2 separate regions of the Mus musculus genome follow, and region 1 is linked to region 2. Evidence: chromatin contacts called from public HiChIP or PLAC-seq data. All regions are on one chromosome and are shown on one strand. The core of a region is the stretch at or near the end of the contact, and the rest is flanking DNA. Distances in the headings are between cores, read along the strand shown.

Evidence for each region. HiChIP or PLAC-seq counts read pairs in DNA pulled down with a chosen protein or histone mark.
Region 1: a RAD21 HiChIP or PLAC-seq map of pro-B cells shows a contact between it and region 2, with 3 times the contacts expected there. The contact joins two enhancer-like sites. A contact is called at or near these places in 1 of 15 datasets of contacts at CTCF or cohesin (pro-B cells), 3 of 484 Hi-C or Micro-C datasets (the C10 cell line, cerebellum and liver), 1 of 115 datasets of contacts at active chromatin or transcription factors (embryonic basal ganglia) and 1 of 9 other capture datasets (adipose tissue).

The regions. Positions count from the first base shown.
Region 1 is chr2:102,198,739-102,204,047 of GRCm38.p6, forward strand. No RefSeq gene overlaps it. Among named protein-coding and RNA genes, the nearest start is that of Ldlrad3, 15 kb to the left of the region's middle. Within about 2 kb of position 3,008, at least 43 of the 459 cell types and tissues checked have an H3K27ac peak or open chromatin away from gene starts, as enhancers often do. A contact at or near this core is called in pro-B cells, where this site is marked.
Region 2 is chr2:102,382,028-102,386,904 of GRCm38.p6, forward strand. All of the region lies in intron 1 of Trim44 (tripartite motif-containing 44), which reads right to left. Among named protein-coding and RNA genes, the nearest start is that of Trim44, 16 kb to the right of the region's middle. Within about 2 kb of position 2,659, at least 74 of the 459 cell types and tissues checked have an H3K27ac peak or open chromatin away from gene starts, as enhancers often do. A contact at or near this core is called in pro-B cells, where this site is marked.

The sequences.
Region 1 (5,309 bases), core at 1,758-4,257, 180 kb before region 2:
TAATGTATTATTTCTGCATGACAATTATTATTTTCTATGGGGTTCCTGTTTTAAGCACTTGTTATATTTTGCAACTTTTATTGGCTAAGCAAATATTACATTTATAGCTAGGAAAACACCCTTGAAATTATTTTTCAAACAGCAATTTTTCTAAATATTTGTTTTTTTACTTTTGAAATTATACTCATCATTTCTCCCTTCCCTTTCCTGCCTCTAAGCCCTCATATGTACATCATCCTTGCTCTCTTTCAAGTTCATGCCCTCTTACTCACCAATTGTTGTTATATGCACATATATATGTATAAATATATATTCTAAATATAACCGAAAATAGCAATCTTCTAAAAATTATTTTTTCCTACTATTGTGTGAATGTTGGCATGCTCCAGCTATAGTGTGCTTGTGGAAGTCATAACTTGTGGGAGACCATTCTCTCCACCTTGGTAAGGTACGGTCTTTCTTGTTTCTGCCATGTTGTGTTCTCCAGGCTAATTAGACCGTAAGCTTCTAGGTGATTTTCCCATCTCTGCCTTCCATTTCACTACTGGAGCCCACATTGTGCTCTGGGGATCAAACTAGCCACGGAGCTATCCCACCAGCCTAAGACAGCAGTTTTTATCCATGTAGATCCTAAGCATTATGAAGGCAGAAATCATCATCTGCTTTGGCCACTGAGAGATGCCAGAAAGGTACTTAGTTCCTAATCAGGGCTCAGTAGATCTTTGTAGAATATATAAAGTCTTACTTTGTCACCCTGTCTCTCCTGTGTGTATTAGTCAGCCTCCATCCACAGAGAAATGTCTGAAATTGCTGGCTGACAAGGAGAAAGGAGCTGCCATGCCTCCCAGTCTTAGAAGTTCTCGTTCACAGTCAAGTGGCAGAGAAGCAAATCTGCTCATCTCATTACAAAGAAGAAAACCTGAGAAAGAGAAAGGTGTCTGGTTTCACTATCCCTTAAGGGGGCATACTACTTCTGACCTAAAGACTCAGTAGGTGCTACCTCCTAAAGGTACCACCATGCCAAGTAGTGTAGCCCTGCTGGCCAAGATCATGTGGCAGAAGGTTTAGGTTTTCTGTGGTTTCTCAAGCAACCGCCCAGTGCGACAGGCTCAGGCATTCCACGTGCCAGGACGGTAGAATGGTTTCTCTGGCTCATGATGCCTGGGCACCACTACTGGGGAACCGTGTGCATGAGCCTGTTTCTAGCCAACAGAAGGAAACACTACAGCCTGCAGAGGCTTGAACGACAGAACCTTCTTTGTTCACTGTTCTGCAGGCTGGAGAACAACAAGGGTCACCTGTCTGGCTCCAGGGGAGGGCCCGCTTCTGGCTTGTACCTGGCCGCCTTTTGGTCGAGTCCTCAGAGAACAAATGGCTCCTCTGCTGACTCTTCTTATAGATGTCATCCCCATCCCATCAGAAGGAGGTGCTCATGACCTCATCGGCTCTGATCACTCCTCTAAGGGCTCATCCTTATTATCACTTTGGAGTCTAGGGTTTCAGTGTGAGTTTGGGGGGACACAGAGTCCGGTGCTTAGTAACAGGAGTAGCTGGAGTGCCTGCCTGGAGACGTCTCTCTTCCTGGGCCTTATTCTAACTGGTGAAACTCGGGCCCATTCCCTCTAGCTTGGGCTTTTAATTGGATTCATCACAAGTGAGGGATCTACCTTTACTGTACAAAGATACTGGCACCTCAGAGGCTTATTCTTACCTATCCTGAATGGATGCAGTGATTTTTCACATATACATTTCCATGTTATCCTCTTGTCGCTGGAAAGCTGAAGGCCCACATTCAGGACCATCTTCTGTCTTAGACCATCTGTAAAGTTGAGTTTCTATCCCATGAATATGAGAAACATTTCTTTCCTTCCTATCAAACGTAGTCAGCCTGGCAAGGCCCATATGTCCTGACCGTCCCCGTTCCCTGGGACTTTGTATCAGTTCACCGATATCAGGAGAGTTACAACTCTCACTACTGAGCTGAGACTCAGTCATAGCTAATCAGGGATAAAAAAGGAGGCCATTTTGGTTGTGTGTGTGTTGCTAGCCTGGTTTGAGTCTTGGCACACCCATTTTGAAAAGGAAAAAAAAAAGTCATGTTGAATTTCTCTTTGTCAGTGTGCTCCTTTGTGAGATAGCAAGATTGCTCTTTTATGTCTCACCAGGAGAACTGTGTGAGCATGGGCCCATTTGCATCTGCCTGTGGCTGCTCAAGATGGCTGTGCCTTGGGCAAACTACAGAATCTATCAGACTTCCGCTGTCTCAGGATTGTGGTAAGCATGAGTTGAGTCCAGGAACAGCATAATCACAATTCAAATGTCGGTGGCTGCACTCGTTCTGTGGCTACACGATTTCTAATCTCCTGATCTGAAGGTCAGAATGGTATCAACTGTGTACAGTTAAAAAAAAAAAAAAAAAAAACTGGGGCTGGTGAGATGGCTCAGTGGGTAAGGGCACCCGACTGCTCTTCCGAAGGTCTGAAGTTCAAATCCCAGCAACCACATGGTGGCTCACAACCACCCGTAATGAGATCTGGTGCCCTCTTCTGGTGTATCTGAAGACAACTACAGTGTACTTACATATAATAAATAAATAAATCTTTAAAAAAAAAAAAAAAAAAAACTGGGCCAGAGGAGTTTAGGATCTCCCGGGTACCATTCTCGCTGAGCACCGGAGGATGGAGGGAGAGCCCGAGCATCTAATGTCACAGGAGAAGAGAGAAAATGCCCCTCTGTGGTACTGAATTTATACTCATTTATACACACTTGGCTCCGTCTGAGAACAGAGAAGAGGGAGGACTTCTGGCCAGGCTGTGGCATCATTTGGAGAAGGAAAAAAAAAAAAAAAGTAAACCGAGTGAAGATAGAAAATAGAAACAAAATATGGCTCAAAAAAAAAAAAAAAATCCCAAAGAATGGGAACCTTGCCCCGCACTTTGGCTGCACTGAGCTCCGTGGGAGAGGGTGCCAGGAGGACAGCCAGGCTGTTGCACAACCAAACCCTTGCTCAATGCACGCTCCTCACATGGGGCCTCACCATCCCTGAGGTGCAGTCCCAAGGGAGGGGCTGGGTAGGAAGCTGTGGCAAAAGTGACTTTGAGAAGTGCTAGTATTGTGCCTTGCACTGAAAGGCCAGACTGGGTCACTTCCGAGGGCCGGGGTCTCTCTGCCAGGCTCCAGTGGAAGGAAGCAGCAGAGAGGGGATACAGTGAAAACAAAGCACCCTGTTTCTCTCTCTCCTGTGCCATCACTCATGTTCAGATGCACATCCTACAGGCATTCTCCCTGGCTTGCACTTTTGAGGCCGTTTAATTTTTTATAGTTGAGTTTGAGCAACGAGAGCAAGCAGTTTCCTGTTCTTCAACCTCAAGCCCCCACCACTGAGGAATCAACTGCATTTAAATCCTATAAATTAGCCTCCCGAAAGATGCTTAAGCATTTATGAAAACATTCAAATTTTATATTCTGCCCAATAAAATCTTAAATAAAAAAAAAAAGGAATAAAAACTACCCCAAAGTGCCATGTGAAGCTATGTTGGCAGAGAGCAAACAGTTTAGAGCCAGGATGCCCATGGCTTCACAGATGACGAGTCTGGAATCTGGATAGGGGCTGCCATGTATCAGAGATAAAATGAATATTCTTGCCTTTGTAAGCAGAGTCCCTGGAGACTCCCTTAGGCTCAACCCAATGGCCTGGGAAGCAAGCTACAGTATTAACCCATTTATACCCAAGTTGATGCCAACCTACAGCATTAACCCAGTTATAGCCAAGTTTATGTCAACCTACAATATTAACCCACTTATATCCAAGTTGAAGGCAGGGGCAGGGAGCCCTCTGGCTCCATTCCAGTTGCTCTGGAAAGCCACTGTGATACAAATCAGAACTGAACATCAGAGACCGGACTTACTCTCCCAGTTAGGCTATTGATCTGCTTCTGAGCTTGAACAGTGGATAGCTCCACTCCTAGCCTCAGTTTATTTCTGTGAAGAATGAGGATCTAGTCCCATGCAGGTTTTCAGTGAGGGCAAACAATGACACTTGCATTTCTGTAGGTCGATCATTAATATATTCAAATAAACATATTTGGACACACACACACTTGCACACGTGTGTGCAATGCACACACTACAAAATAAGTGTGCTTGTGAAAGAAAATGAAGAACACTAGCATTTATCCCTTTGCCTACAGCTTCCTCACATTTTCCCCAAGAACACCTGGACTCTCTGGCCCTGAGGGAAAGAGGTTATACTCTTCCTCCTACCCACCCCCCCCCAAAAAAAAAAAAAAAAACAAAAAACAAAGAGAAGAGCTGGGGCTGGGTCTCAGTGGTAGAACACTGGGCTGCCATTCACAAGGCCCTGGTTTGGTTCCCATCATCACAAAACAAAATGGAGGAAAAACTTTGGCTGGTTGTTCTGAGGACATAGGCTTCGTACTTTTACATGGGCGTGGCACCTGTGACGTAATTCCAACACTCAAGAGTAGGAGGCAGGAGAATGGCAAGATTGAGGCCAGCCTAGTTCCAAGAACAAATCCTGTCTCTGAACACCACACCAAATAAAGAGACTGAGGAATAATTTTGCCCTCCCAGAGAGTGGCTAAAGCAGACATGGAAGTTCTTGGGTTTGGATGGATTAGGTTGGAGCCAGGACTTTCCACTCATGCTTAGCAGAAACGCTAACACACACACACACACACACACACACACACACACACACACACACACACACACACACACACTAATTGTCTTTTAATCTCTGATTTATTATAGTTTTTTCTGCCTGATTATCATCTTTTCTATTCATCAAAATTAGGTGGTTACCCTAAACATCAACCATGAAGCTGTGTGCTCAGCAAAAATGTGAGATTACAGCATCCAAGGACAAAAACCCAGCTAAGTATTGATCCCCACTTGTCACATGTCACCACCTGCAGAGTTTTACCTTTGATTGGCTTTGCTCTCTGGCAATTTCATCAGGGACAAAGGGGACTGTCATCAGTCCTGGTCCTTCCTGGTGATGTGCACAGCTGGATCTGTCCTCTGAGTGGAGCTTCCCAGAGTAATGTGCCTCCTCTCTTTGTAGGGTCCACTACCCTTGTATGCCTTCAGGCTAAATACCCACAATGTTTGGGGCCAGGCGTATTTGGATAGAATTTTCCAGATATTGGATTATTTTCAATATGCACTGGGATATATTGAGGATGGAACAAACCCGAACATGAAGTCCTTCCGTGTGCCATTAGTCTCACACATAGGCTTGGCTGGTAAACCATCATTTTAGTGCTCCTGTGTTTTGGTTGTGACTT
Region 2 (4,877 bases), core at 1,409-3,908:
CTCTTGGAAATCCTTTCTTGCCTAATAAATTATCTCCCCCCCTCACTCACACACACATACACACACACACACACACACACACACACACACGGCACTCAAGGTAGGGGGAGAAGGAGATGGAAGGAGGGAGAAAGACAGAGACAAAGAGAGAGAGTCTTATGATTCCTACCCATCCCCAACTAGGTCTTCGAAATCTAGTTCTTATTCATACAGCCCAATTCAAGCTCGACTAGAGACATTTTCTGTAACATGAAGTGTCATGTTACATGTGGCTAGTGAGCACTGTAAAGGTCAGCACAGAAGGCAGACCTTTCCCATATGGCTTCAAAAGCCAACTCTATCACCAGCTGTGTGATATTAGGCAAGTCATCTTACCTCCTGCACCTCTACTTCTTTCTCTATAAAATGGAGCTAGCCATAATAGTACCTGTTGCTGAGAGATAATTACATTCATGTATACCAGGATAGTTAGAACAGGACCTAGCACTGGATAAAAAGAATGAAATATGTATTTAATTACTGTTTTTTCTGATTTGGGATGTTTTGAGTTCCTTAAAGGCTAGAACTATTGTTTAATGTCTGTATCTCTTATACCCTGTTTCAAGAAGGTGTTGCTTTCCCGGGGCTAGAATAACGGCTCAGCAGACAAAGTGCTGCCACTCTGTGGTTGCAAGCCCAGTGATCTGAGCTCAGTTCCTGGAACCCACACAAAGGTGGAAACAGAGAACTGATTTCACAAATTTGTTCTCTGACCTTCACACATGCACGGTGGCATGCATGCCTTCAAATATTTTTAGGTCATTAAGGTAGTGTTTAAAACAAAGGTGTGAAATGTCCATTGAAAGAAATGAATAACTGAATATAAAATCTTAAGAAAAATGTTCTTATTGTAATACATGCATGTAGCAAAATCTCAAGTCACAAGAACTAATTTATTTTCTTATCTCAGAAATTCTATGAAATAGGACAAGACCACTTATTGTTCAGTAAGGAAACAAGCATAAAGACAATTATTGTTATTTTTTTATGGGAGAAGGGTCAATTAAGGTCAATTATTTCTGTAATATGTAATAAACATATTACAGAAATCACTTACTCAAGATCAGCTACAAAGTCAATTCAATCCCTCCCAAACAGGAAATCCTTTGGAAGATCCATTCCATAAATTAGAATACACTAATGGCTCTTCTCCCACTAACTGCCTTCCCCTCCCAAGACTACAAGCAGAAGGTCTAAGGTCATGTGACCATGCCCAGCATTTGCTTTAGATGTGCTCTTTGAACACAACTCAGATCACATTTCCATTCTAGCCATGGTTGTAAAGTTTGGTAATTTCTATTTTTTAAACTAGCTTCTCTACTCGTTTAAGCTTTTAATCTCTATGGTCTTGCAACTGACAGTTGGGAACAGAAATTTAGAAGTCATATACCAGGGAGGGTGAAACCTTAGTACTTAAAAAAGGCTTAGGTTGCCAGATACAATCCTGCTTTTTATAAGATAATCAGACAAAAAAAGCCTGTCTGGTGATATCATTCCTCTAACCTATTTTCATTGGCTGAACAAGCAGGTCACTTGTCCCTGGAAAGCTTTCCCCAGCATCTCTCTCTCTCTCTCTCCCTCTCTCCCTCTCTCTCTCTCTTTCCAGCTGCTGGCACCCATTTTAAGCTATTCAGCAAGAACACTAATGGATTATGACTTTACCCCTGGCTGTAGAAAAAAGAAAGGAATGCACCAAACCATGTCTTGCCGCCTTGTCTTGTCTTTCCTTCAGAAAACGAAGAATGAAGGAATCCCTAAGCAGATGACAGACTGAAGGCAGCTGTACCTTGCTAGTTTAGAGATGAGGAAACCCTTTGTCTTTTCCTAAAAATGCATTTCACCACCAGAATCCTTCCTCCTGCCCACAAAGCATCAAAAGCATGGCCTCCCCAGGGGACACACAGAGCAGCATCTGAGAGCCTTCCTTCAGGAAATCCTACATTCTACATTTCCAGCCAATTCAAGAGTTATTTTCAAACATTCATTGGGCTTTACATTGAGCCTGCTATGTTCAGCCTCAAAACAAGTATGAAGAATAGCTTCCCTAATACAACCACCCCCAAATAGAAATGAAAATGAAAGTCTCTTAGAGCAAACCTGTCTCTAACAAGTTCTAGAATTGATGCAAAACTACAAAAGGAAGATTCTGGTCCAAGTTCACCCCATCCACGGCTTGTATTCCCCACACCTACTCCTTCCTGTACTCTATGGAGCCTTATGCATATTCTGACAAACAGACAGCAATCTGGTAGGCTATACTAGGAGAGCAGTGCCCAGGCACTAAGTAGAGGGGGAAGATACCGACTGTTTCAAACTGAGCTACTCTGGAGGCCTGAGAAAGGGAAACAATTAAGTCAGAGAGCCAGAACTCAACCACCAAAGCCCAGAGTGAGAGAGAGACTGCCCTGAAAGCAGGTGTAGAGAGAGAACAGGTCACTAAAAAGCAGAGGCATCCAGGGGCAAGAGGCTCAGTGAAATGATGTCACTGAGAAAAGGAGCCCTGCTTTCCGGCAGACATCATCAGAGGCTAATTATGAGGTCCAGTATTCCTGAGACTGAGGTTAGCAAGCTAGAGCCACCACTCTGCCATACTTTGCTGTAGAGGCAAGTACTCTGAACAAAGAAGTACTTGGCACCTATAGTGGGGCAGTTAATGAATACCTTCTAGGTTTTGAAAGGTCAAAGACAGATCCTGTACAAATCTCAAGACTGTTTTGCCATCCCCACCCCCAATACACTTGGGAGACATACATCCTCCAAATCTACCCCAGAGAGAACATTAACCACCCTAGGGGACAGAGTCTGGGGAGTCTCCAAAAAGAAAAGAGCATGCCCAACCCAATAACTACAAAGCTACATATGGACAGCAGAAGCCTTTGCTATGCAAAAGGAAGCTACTAAAGTGAAGAGTGACTGAGACTCTTGTAGGGTTCAGGCTCAGCACCAGCATAAATCTTCTGACAGGTTCAATTTACCTTCCCTAACCCAAGCACAAAATGTCAGTTTCCAATTTTTGGGATCCAAGAAGAGACTGCTCTAACTTTTAATTCCATTTTTTTAAATACCTTTTACGCTTTGCCTTTTGAAGCCAGTATTACCCTAAGGACAAAACAACAACTATAGATGACAAAGTTCTCAACAAAACACTTGAGAACCAAATTCAAGAATAGGCTAAAAACATCACATATCATGATGAAGTTGATTACACCACAAGGTTGGTTCAAAATATGAAAAGAAAAAAGGGGGGAAGGGAATACAAACAACTAAGGAAAAGTCAGACCTGCAAATATTTTTTATTTGTAGATCATATACTTAAAAGACTTAAAACTCTACAAGGCAAATTTCAGACTTAGGTACCTTCAGCAAAGAATTAGGATATAAAGATAAAAAAAAATTATGTACCAACAACAAACTTTGCATGAACAAGTTAGGAAAACTATCCCATTTGTAATAGCTTAAAAATAAAATAAAATCTTGAGCCTAAACCAAACCACAGAATTAAAAGACCTCTATTAAAAAAAAAAAAAAAAAAAAAAACCTAAAGACCTTAAAAAAAAAAAAAAAAAAAAAAAAAAAACAACTGAAGACTCTAGATAATGGAAAGACCTCCAATTCTCAAAGACTACAGAATTAATATTGTTGAAATAATGATATCACCAAAAGTGGTCTACATATTTAATAATCCACATCAGATTTTAAATGGCATTCTTCACAAACATTATGAATAAGACTCCAAATAGCCAAAATAATCCAAGCAGGGAGGGAAAAAAAAAATCAATGCTGGAATGGTCACAATTATTTAATCTTGGCTTATATTACAGAATCATAATGAATAAACTTTATGGTACTGTACAAAACAGAAATGTAGACCAAGAGGACCCAGAAACCACACAGCATGGTCACCTAATTTTTGACAAAGCTGTCAAATATACACTAGGGAAATGGGGCAACCACCTGTAGAAGAAATTAGATTCATATTTCTTTTCCTACACAAAAATCAAATGGCAATAAATCAAAAACCTTAATCTAAGATCTGAACTGCTGAGGCTCCTGGGCTCTAGGAGCTTTCCTCTAGAACCTGCAGGAAAACAGCAAACACACATCAGGATAACGATACAGGAGGCAGGTGACAGTGGAGGCAGGTGTGGTGGTGCGTATCTTTAATCCCAGCACTGAGGAGGCAGAGGCTGAGCCTGAGGCAGGTCGACTTCTGTGAGTTCAAGTCCAGCCAGGGCTACATAGCAAGACCAAGTTTCAAAACACAAATAACAAAAAAGCAAATAAAAAGCCAGGTAGTGATGGCACACACCCTTAATCCCAGCAGAGGCAGGTGAATCTCCTGACTTGGGAAGCCAACCTAGTCTACAGAGCTAGTTTGTGGATAGCTAGGCCTTTCTCAAGGGGAACAAAAAGATACAGAGGTAGATGTTTAATGCAACACTATTCACAACAGCCTTTTTATGAAACCAACATAGGAATGGAAAAGTATGATATATACATACACACAATGCAAATGTTTTCAAAAAAGGAATGAAATTATGGCAATGGCAACAACTGGAGATACTCATATTAAGCCAACTAAGACAATGGCAAAATGCTAAATAGCATATGTGTTCTCTTATTTGTATTTGTACTTAAATGTATGTGTACATATTGTACCTGTGACTTGAAAGCAGAAGTAATGTTAAGGGGACCAAGGAGAAGACAAGAGTTGGGAAAAGGGAGATTATGAGGGGAAATATGTTCAATATTGTATACTAATGTACAAAAACTTAAACATAAAGAAAGATTTTTTTAAAGTTTGAAAAGAGGGCTCAATGAGTAGACCCAGAAACCAT